Regions from separate parts of the Podarcis muralis genome. Here region 1 is linked to region 2. Evidence: chromatin contacts called from public Hi-C data. All regions are on one chromosome and are shown on one strand. Each heading gives the region's core, a stretch centred on a gene start, on an enhancer-like site or on the middle of the called end of the contact. The rest is flanking DNA. Distances are from core to core; before and after follow the strand shown.

Region 1 (4,847 bases), core at 975-3,474, 150 kb after region 2:
TGGATTGCAACTAAAAAGGGGGGGGGGCTAAAGGGACACAGGTGGCGCGGTGGTCTAAAGGACTGAGCCTCTTGAGCTTGCCGATCAGAAGGTCAGCAGTTTGAATCTCTGACCTTCTTTTGACCTTAAAGATAGTGGCTGTTTATGGTCATTTCACACATTGCGTCTTTAGATGTACACCCAAAAAATGTGACCTGTGGATGCAGCAAATGCATGTTTGGAAAGACGGAAAGGACAAGGTCCCAGGACACACATGGTGGGTGGGCATATTGAAGGTTTAGGTGTGGTCAGTACACAGAATGGAGACTGTCTAGTGTGGAATCTAGGCACATATAAAAGATGCTAAGAAAATGTTTAAAAAAAAGTTTTAAAAAGAGATTGAATTGATCAAAAGCTCGCCATCGCCATCTAGTGTAATGTTTGTATAATGCACTTAAAACGTTTGCAGCTGTATGGCTGAGTCCTAAGATTCCTGAATATGGAGATTGGCTTGAAAGTGCATGAACAGTTTTGAAAGTCTGGAGGAGTTGCAGAGTCAAATTGCCAGTGGTCTTGGTACAGCGGACAAAGTCACCCAAGGGCTTGGAATAACTTTTTGCCTTTCTCCACGACCAGCAAAGCAACAGTAAATTATACAAATAATAGTTTTTAAATGCAACATAAATTGGGCAAAATAAGAGAAGCAATTATGAAAACTTGCATCATTTATACAATTTGCTAAATTTTGGGGGCCAGAAATGAAAAGTCAGATCTTCACCGCACATTTAAAGCACCCTTTAACAGCAATAGTTTTCCCCAAGGAACTGTAGTTAAAGGGTGCTGGCCTCACAGAGTGACAATTCCTATCACACTTAACAAGTCCCCAGGATTCTCCATGACTGTTCTGGAGCACTTTACTGGTATGAATGGGACCACACCCAGCATATAGCTTTGGTCAAGGCTGGGTCAACTCTATGGCTTTCTCTGGTGTGGTCTCCACATAGCCAGGGTGCTGTAACAGCTAGCATATTGGACTATGACTTGGGAGACCAGGGTCTGAATCCCAGCTCAGCCATGAATCACACTGGCACTGGGTGATCTTTGGCCAGTCTATCTGCCTACCTCATAGGGAAGGAGATATTTAGAACTGTGAAGGAGAAAGGTGGTAGTTAAATCTAATAAATCAATACATAAATGAACTGGAGCTTCAGAAATTTCGATGTTTAAAACCACGCAGGAACCTAAAGGCAAACCCCTCTTGCTTTCCCAAATATTCCACGCGCCTCCTCCCCCAAACCAGAGCCTTGCTCTAAAAACCTACCGAAGAGGGAGTTGGCGAAGCCGTACCACTTGCAGCCGGCCTTGCCTAGGAGCCAACGGCCGCGCACGCTGGAGGCGAAGCTGAAAGGGGTCAAGAAGACGCAGACCAGGAGGTCGCTGAGGCTGATGTTGAGCAGGATCAGGTTGATGGGTGTCCGGATGGCCTGGAACTTGACGAAGATCAGCATCACCAGGAGGTTGCTGAGGCTGCCCAGGAGCAAGATGACGCCCAGGCACACAGCCATCGTCAGGTGTCCCGTCCGTCCCAGGCTCCCAGCAGAAGAGTCCAGCAGCTGGCTGTCGAAACTCAAATTACCGGCGCTTCCTGCCGCGCTCTGGTTGAAAAGGTTGAGGCTCCGGTCGCCCAGCGCCAACCGCATAGCAGCAGCTTGCTCCAAGCCCTTGGGGTGCGGATTTGGTAGAAATTGTCAGGGCACCTCGCGACTTAGGACAGCCTAACACTCGAGCAGCACAGTTCCTAGAGAGGCGTGTGGGCAGCAGCTGGCTCTGCCCTAACCTTCCCGGAGCACCTTCTCCAATCAAGCCCTCAAGTACAGATTCTTCTCCAGAGGGACCCACGCGCCCAGCCCAACCCCTGAAGCGGGCGAAATCTGTGCGCCTTTAGCAGAGGAGCATGGACCCACCAGGCAGCCCCTTGGCCGCAACGGAGCGCAAATCCAGGAAAGAGGACGGAGCTGCGTATTCGCGCAGCAGTTCACGCTGCCTTGAGCCGGAGACACAGGGAAGAGTTGAAGGAGCGCACCTTTCAAGCGTTGCCCCTCCTGCCTCGCCACGATTTTCTAATGCGAAGTAATGCTGCGCAAAGTTGTGCCCTGTCCTAGTGGTGTCCGCGCATGCACGGTGATCCCTGTGCCTTTACACTTATGAAGACACGCGAGGAGACCAGAGGCCGACCTGAGCCCTCGTTTTGTTTATGGCACAACGCCCGCCCACCCCCACCCCGCCTCACGCAACCGCCTTTAACAAAGCCCTACCCCTTGGAGGGCGAGAGGGACCGTTCTTGTGCCTGCAAAGGGGAACCAAAGACAACGACCCCCACCCTTACCCGGCAAGGCAGTGCAGAAAGCAAGCCTTGCGCGGAGAGAGCTCTGCCTCCCGCGACGCTCTCCTCGCGCCTTTCCAATATAGCAGGAACTCTAGACTCTAAACTATCTTTCCCTGTAAGGGAGAGCGGGAGTCCCGCGCGCTTTCGGCACGGCTGTTCCGCAGCGGCTCCTCACCAAGCTCCTAGGCGGATCACCAAACAAAGCGGCTTTGGCGCGTCAGATTTTATACATTTGCTCTGGCTCAGTCAAAAGCAGCGCCGCGACAACGAAGGGATGGAACTGCCTTCTAGAAGGGAGGGACTGCTCCACCGCAGTTGAGTGACCCGAACCACGCCTCCTTTTTACTTTCGCTTCGCCACCTTGCGAGGGGAAACAGGAAGGGTCTTCTACATCGGGTGGAGCAAATAGAGGGAAGGACCTCCCCCCCCCCCCCAACACACACATAATACTAGAGCTCGAGGCTGTCCAGCGACAGCAGACGATTCTAGATCGGTAAAAGGAAAAGACCTCTAGCCGCGCAACGAAGACTTGGATGTAAGGAGCATTATTTGCCAGGAAATACGGTGAAGTGTTTTTTAAAAATATATAAATCACGCTGTTTAATCGGTTTAGAATTACTCTGATAGCTATTGTTGTGTTTGAAAACTGTTTTTGAAATGCAGATTTGACTGGAACATGCGCCCAGAAGGAAGGAGGAGGGCTGGAGAAGATGCGAGAAAGGTGTCAGCACGTGCTGCCTTGGGAGAGACGTGTAGCTTTGTTGTATGGAATCAAATGCTTCTAGATGCCTTACTCACTTTTTTGTTATTTCTCTATGAGACAAATATTTTACAGATCCCACAGCTGGGTCAGATACTCATTGCTGGGGGGGTGGGGTGATATTGTGAGCTTGGGTTGGGGACTAGATCCCCCATAATCTCTACATTATGTGAAATGTTAAGAGTTTGACCAAATTCATGAGAAACTGATCTACGAAGTGAAAGTACTGGGAGCCTTGGATTGCAGGCTCACAATTATTAATTATTACAGCATCCTAATAACATCCACATCATCAGATGCCTGAAGTTGGCTCCTGATTCTTAATTTCATACAGTCCTTTGAATCCTTAGGTTCATATATTTGGACAAATTCATAAGGCTAAGGTTATCGGTGGCTACAGCCATGAAGACTATCTGCCTCCTCCACTGCTGGAGACAGTATGCCTCTGAATGCCTGGTGCTGGGCATCAACATTAACAGACCTCGCATCTTGGATGAATTGGATTGAAAAGATCACTTACAGTTTCTGGAGTTCAAAGGCTTTATTCACAGAATGGACTATTTACAAGATAAGCAGAGGTGAGAGAGAAATAGCAGAAATCCTATCTCAACAAGCTGGAAGAGGACAACAAACAAATAATGGCTCTACTTTTAGGGGTGGAATTAACTTTGAGTCTTAGACAAAGTGAAGACTACAAGCAAGTGCTCGCTAGCTTGCAAGACAAATAGTGCCCTCATGTGGTTTAAAGTAAAAAAGGTAAAGGGTAAAGGGACCCCTGACCAGTCGTGACCGACTCTGGGGTTGCGCTCTTTAGGCCAAGGGAGCCGGTGTTTGTCCGCAGACAGCTTCTGGGTCATGTGGCCAGCATGACTAAGCCGCTTCTGGCGAACCAGAGCAGCACACGGAAATGCCATTTACCTTCCTGCCGGAGCGGTATCTATTTATCTACTTGCACTTTGACGTGCTTTCGAACTGCTAGGTTGGCAGGAGCAGGGACCGAGCAACGGGAGCTCACCCCGTCCGTGGTTTAAAGTAGCACATGCATAAATTAATTCAGGAGAAGGAAAGGTATTGCTTTTCTCCAGCAATCACAAGTGTGTGGGGCAGGAATGTGGCAGGTCCTGCTTAGAGTTTACCTAGTGACAACTGGCATGATGCAACCAAAATAAGATTTATTTTAATTCTGGTGTATGTGTGTGGGAGAGACAGAGAGAGAGATTTAAGCAAATACTTAACTTTCCCATTATAGGGCTGCATATGTCTCTGGGCCTCATTGAGCACAGTGGTACTTGCTTCTGGGCAGTGTTCGAAACTCCCATTGTTCTAGGCACATTTTGCAACAGGGAATTTAATTAGTGTGAGCAGTGTTTGAGCTCTGGGCACAGTACTGCCCCTAAGATTTCAGATTAAAACTGCAGAGTGGAAGGAAAGGAGGACCTTTTTTCTGCCTCCCCACTTCCAGCTACTCTCTGAAGACAGGAGAAGAGACCCTCTTAAGAATATTAGGGGGGGTTAGCAGGGGAACGCGGGTGGCGCTGTGGGTAAAAGCCCCAGTGCCTAGGGCTTGCTGATCGAAAGGTCGGCGGTTCGAATCCCCGCGGCAGGGTGCGCTCCTGTTGTTCGGTCCCAGCGCCTGCCAACCTAGCAGTTCAAAAACACCCCTGGGTGCAAGTAGATAAATAGGGACCGCTTACTAGTGGGAAGGTAAACGGCGTTTCCGTG
Region 2 (5,062 bases), core at 1,920-4,419:
TTAACCCTGTATTCCATAATTTTGACCATTTTTCATATTCAGTATTATGTCCTATATCCATTGCCCATTTGGTCATAACATCCTTAATTTCTTCGTCTTTTGTGTGCCATTCTAGTAGAAACTCATAAGTTTTAGACAATGTTTTTATATTATTTTGTAGTACTGCAGTTTCTAATACAGTGGTACCTCGGGTTACATACGCTTCAGGTTACAGACGCTTCAGTAAATTGTCTTTTATTTTATTTATAATATTTTGGCTTTGTTTTTTTCCTTAATTGCCAAGCCAGCAGCTTCCCAGTTTTGTTTGCTGATTCAAAATTTTGTTGTTTTAATACTTTTAATCCTTTATGTTTCATGTTTCCTTTAGGTTTCTTTAGGTTGGTGGGGTTTTTTTTAATGTGGTTCCATATATTCCCACTAGGGGTCGTATGTTATCTTGTTAACCAATAAACTCAATAAACTTGTTCTCTTAGCTGCTATTCCCCCTTCCACCAGCGGACGTCTCTGACCTCCTTTCCTTAATTTCCTCTTAAGTACCTTTTAAAAATGTTCCTTCCTTCTTATCTAGATGGTTTCCTTATATTGAATCTCCCCACTTAGAAAATGCTACACATAATTAAATACTGTACCCAAGAACATACATAATAATCACTAATTTTCAGGTTACAATCTGACTGCATCTAACCCCATATATCCCCCAGTAGTTTGTCTCCTCCAAGTCCTGGAGAGATCTTTTCTTTTTTAAAAAATAAAAAGACATTGATCACCTCCCCCTCCAAGTTCTTCTCTCTTTCCTCAATCTTCAGCCTCTTATTCAGTTTCCATTTACCACCTCCGACTGAGGCAGTGGGGGTGGGGTGATGCACGTTGCACATTTACTGGTTCAGTACCTTCAGAATGGTCTTTACAATGTTTTCAACATTGGTATATAGAGAGGGTAAACTGTTGCCCAAAGTGATATTCCGAAAACTCCTCAGCAGGGATACAGTGGTACCTCGGGTTAAGTACTTAATTCGTTCCGGAGGTCCATACTTAACCTGAAACTGTTCTTAACCTGAAGCACCACTTTAGCTAATGGGGCCTCCTGTTGCTGCCGCACCGCCGGAGCACGACTTCTGTTCTCATCCTGAAGCAAAGTTCTTAAGCTGAAGCACTATTTCTGGGTTAGCGGAGTCTGTAACCTGAAACGTATGTAACCTGAAGCGTATGTAACCTGAGGTACCACTGTACAAAGTTCCAAACCTCTCTCGGGTATGCTGAGTTTCCTGGGCATTCGAAACATTGTCTTAAGTCCCACAGTCAAATTTATTTTATCCACCTTTCGTCTATACCTCCTTTTCCCCCCTTAGGGTACTGAGACTCTTTCCCCCTTATTGCTCACTTCTGGAAGCAAAGGCTTGGAGAAGCATGGCATTGGGGTAATCTGGATGCCAGTTGGCCCATGGCCTCCTTCAACGCACTGGTGAGGTCTGGGTAAGTCCTAGACTGAGTAATAGAGACAGTCACTTGCCCTGTGATCAAGATGCCAAGGTTGGTGTCACAGGTGCTTTTCCCAACAGGGGTTCCTTCCCCTGCGAAGAGGTGGCAGAGGGGCAAGTACAGGTATTGATGGGTAAGGTTCAGGGCTGTCAGGTTCCAGGAAGTGATGTCCCCAGTGGAGTATTGGTCCAAGGTCACAGCCACTGCTACCAAGGGCAGGCCTTGCCTCTGAGATCCAGCAGTTGGGGTAGGGAGCTTCTCTGGCCACCTTGCTCCACATTTGAATATTTCCTCCTGGTCCCAGAAGCAAAGAAGATCTTGCTCCGGGTACAAAGGGGTTGCGTCAAAATGCCTCGGTGCAGTGCCTAGGGGGTGCAGAGGGTCATTGGTTTTCAGAAGTCTCATGTCCTTGGCGACCCCCCGCACCTCTGAGGCCCAGTGTGGTCCACTCGGGGTTTTGTGCAGCCCCTGCAGAGTGAAGCCAGCCTTCCAGGTATTCTGGCCCTTCCCAGTCATTGGTTACTCCAATGTCCCAGAGGCAACAAAATTGCCGTAGGAAAAGTCCTTGTAGGTGGGTTTTCTGGGGCTGAGAGTCCATTCAAAGGCATTGGAACCACAAAATTAAGTTCTCTGTGGGGTGGTTGGAATCTGTGTAGATATAAACAGCTCCCCCATTGTCCACCTCTGTCCAGTTTGGGTGCTTGGTAACTTCCCCTTGGCTGTAAAGGAAGTAGCTACCGTTCGTACATCGCAGGCGATTTTGTTGATTATCCAGGGTAAAAATGGCAGTACCCAGGCGGATGTAATGTCTGTCTCGTATAAAAAGTTCCCAGTATTGAGTTCCTTGGAGCTGGGGTGTCAGTGAGTGTCTGAGCAAGGCTCGTAACTCAGGCTGACAGAAGTCAAATTCCCCCATTCAATCCATGTTTGACTTGCCCCCGCAGTCTACAGTGTCATAGTCAAGGAAATTGTAGTTCGTTTGTAGACCTGGGGTGTGTAGACCAAGGGGTGTGCACATGTGAAGTCCTGTTTCTGCATGATTATCAGTGCTGGTGTGAAGTTCCGCTCTGCATACTTTTATTAATTAAACTGATTTTATGTTGCATTTTGTGTGTATTCACGATGTCATTTGTAGACCCAGTAGGTGGCGCTGTGGTGCTTGAAGGCATTTTGACAGTTTGTGAACGGCAGAATATGTATTGACAGATCAAGTATACGGCACTGGAAAGTCAGACAGAATAGAAAATCTTTTGGCTACATTCTTCCAGTTACATTTTTCTATTCTAGTTACATCTCCTAGTGTAAGAAAACACCTTTTAGAAAGATACAAAAGGGCAATACATTTGATAGAGTCCACAGTTGCATTCCTCGGCTACGTTTTTTAGTGGTATTACAGCGAAACAGAAGTAAAAGATACAAGTAAAAAGATGCAGTCTTTGTTAGCATAGAAACACGCAACACTGAGAGGTTCATTTATTAACTCTCCTCTCTGATCAGGGCTTCTCTTATGACAGCATACTGTATTCTTGTGCTTGTGCTGATTGAGCCCTCTTTCTTTCTTTCTTTTTCTTATGCACACACCCCACCAGTTCTCCAGAGCAAGCTGCAACACACCCACCCACCAACTGTTCGCCAGATCAAGCGGCCCTCCTCCTATCTGAAAAGGCCACGCCTCTCTTGCCTGGTGTGTCCCTGCTTGCCCCGCCCCCTTCTTTTCACGCCTACATCCGGGCTTTCTGGCCTCGAGACGAATGTGCTGACGTCAGGTATATAAAGGCCCTCGGCTCCTTTGTTCCTTCTCAGTGCGTCGTTGCTGATCTACTGGCGGTTTGGAGGTAAGCTCGCGCGGGGGGGGGGGGGCGAGAGAGAAGCGCACGCGCGCACGCCTTTCGAATCGCCCGCGCTTTACTATCCACCCCCTACACACACCGATTGCTTACACCGGCGGCAGTGAGGGTGGGGGGAGATTCGCCTTCTGCGGTCTCCCGTTTATTCCTTTTTAATTCCGCACACGCACACGCCCTCTCAACGCCCGTTCCTCTCATTCATACGGAGGCGCCATTTTAAACCGTGAGGGAGGGGCGGGCGGGCGGGGGCCGATTGCCGCCTTGGGCCGGCCCTGAGGGAAAAGTGAGCCGGAGGGGGAGGGGAAGGGGGGCTGGGCTGGGCTGCCAGGGAGGGAGGGTCGCCAAAGCCGCCATTTTGCCATCGCCTTCAGCCCCTCCTTTGTGGCCCCCTCCCCTTTCTCCGAAGTGCGCATAGCGCGCGAGGGCGCCGGGTGGGCGCTAGAAACCGCGACTGCGCAGGCGCGACTCGTTCTTTTCTTGCGTCTTAATGGAATGCGCTTTCACCCCCTCCCCTATTCTTGGCGGTCTCAGCGTCGCGCATGCGCGGCCGCAGGGTTACCTGAATGTGGCCTTTTGTCATTTTGGGTATATTCAGTTGCTTGCTTTTCTTTAATTTCCGAGTTTCCCTCCCCCCTCTCTATTGTAGCCAAGAAAGGCTCTGAGAGCGACTTATAAAACCACTATTATAAGAGCATAAATCTCTGATGGCAGCCGCTGTCCTTGGGCTTAAGAGTCTAAAAATAAATTTTAAAAGGTGTAGGATGGAGGAGGGGAGAGCAAAAAGCCTCAAGTGCAAGTTTGGGGGAAGGGCTGTAGCTCAGTGTTGGGGCATCTGCTTGGCAGGCAGGAGGTATCGGGTCCTGTCCCCAGCATCTCTAGGCAGGACTGGCAAAGACCCCTGAAACTCTGGAGAGCAGACAATACTGAGCTGGATGTACCAATGAGCTTACTGTGTTGGACCTTGTTGAACAGAGTTTTTTAAAATCCTGAAAGTTCCCCACTGAGCCTTTAGCCAGTGATGGTGGAGTATAGAAACATTGCAAAGCATACATAGTGGTGGTCTAAAATATTCAGAAGTTACTTGTTTATATTATTGTTTAGTGAACTGTTCGATAGAATTCTGAATGTAATCCTTGTTTCAATAAAAGGGCTAAGCAGTTTCCCCACCTTCCTTTTAATGGAAAAAAAAATTCAGGTGGGGGGACTACTTAAATATCCCTGTGGGATATTTCTGTGTAATATACCAAAAAATAATGCAAATGGATACAAAAAGATGTAAGGAAGTATAAGATAACATAAACAGAAAAAAGTAACAACTATTAGTACAACAGAAAAAAGAAATGGTAAATACAGTGGGGGGGGTGATGGGAAGTCTTATGTATATGAATAAGAATGTATGGTGAAAGGAATTGTATAAGTTTGAATAGATTTTTATTAGTATATTTGGACAAAAGAATGTTTTGTTATTAAACAATTTCAATAAAGTTTTCAAAAAGCAAAATAAATAAATATCCCTGTGGGAGACAGCTCCCTTTGTCGTAACCACTGTGGTGCATTTTCAACCTTTTTCAGTTTTAAAAAACCATAGGGGAGCTGTTGTATTTTCTTCCCCTGTGAATGTTTCCTTATCTTAAATTAGGTTTGGTTTTCTTTTTTAAAAATTGTAACAGTTTCTTGCATTAGAGCTTTTGCTTGCAGGTAGTAATTAAAGCCATTGTTCTGGATTTTGGAGCACT

What was found. A called contact is a pair of places that touch in the nucleus more often than the background predicts.
Region 1: a contact with region 2 is called in a Hi-C map of blood, with 5 times the contacts expected there. The contact joins the promoter of LOC114589486 here to the promoter of RBMX in region 2. A contact is called at or near these places in 2 of 3 Hi-C or Micro-C datasets (blood and tail).

Annotation. Positions count from the first base shown.
Region 1 is chrZ:46,350,566-46,355,412 of rPodMur119.hap1.1, forward strand. LOC114589486 (pinopsin-like) reads right to left here and starts at 2,225. Exons shown (of 4, transcript XM_028715860.2): 1 at 1,301-2,225. The coding sequence starts at 1,679. LOC114589487 (a long non-coding RNA gene) reads left to right here and starts at 2,350. Exons shown (of 2, transcript XR_003704675.2): 1 at 2,350-2,900; 2 at 3,029-4,847.
Region 2 is chrZ:46,200,992-46,206,053 of rPodMur119.hap1.1, forward strand. It overlaps RBMX (RNA binding motif protein X-linked), which reads left to right and starts at 3,170. Exons shown (of 10, transcript XM_028714582.2): 1 at 3,170-3,314.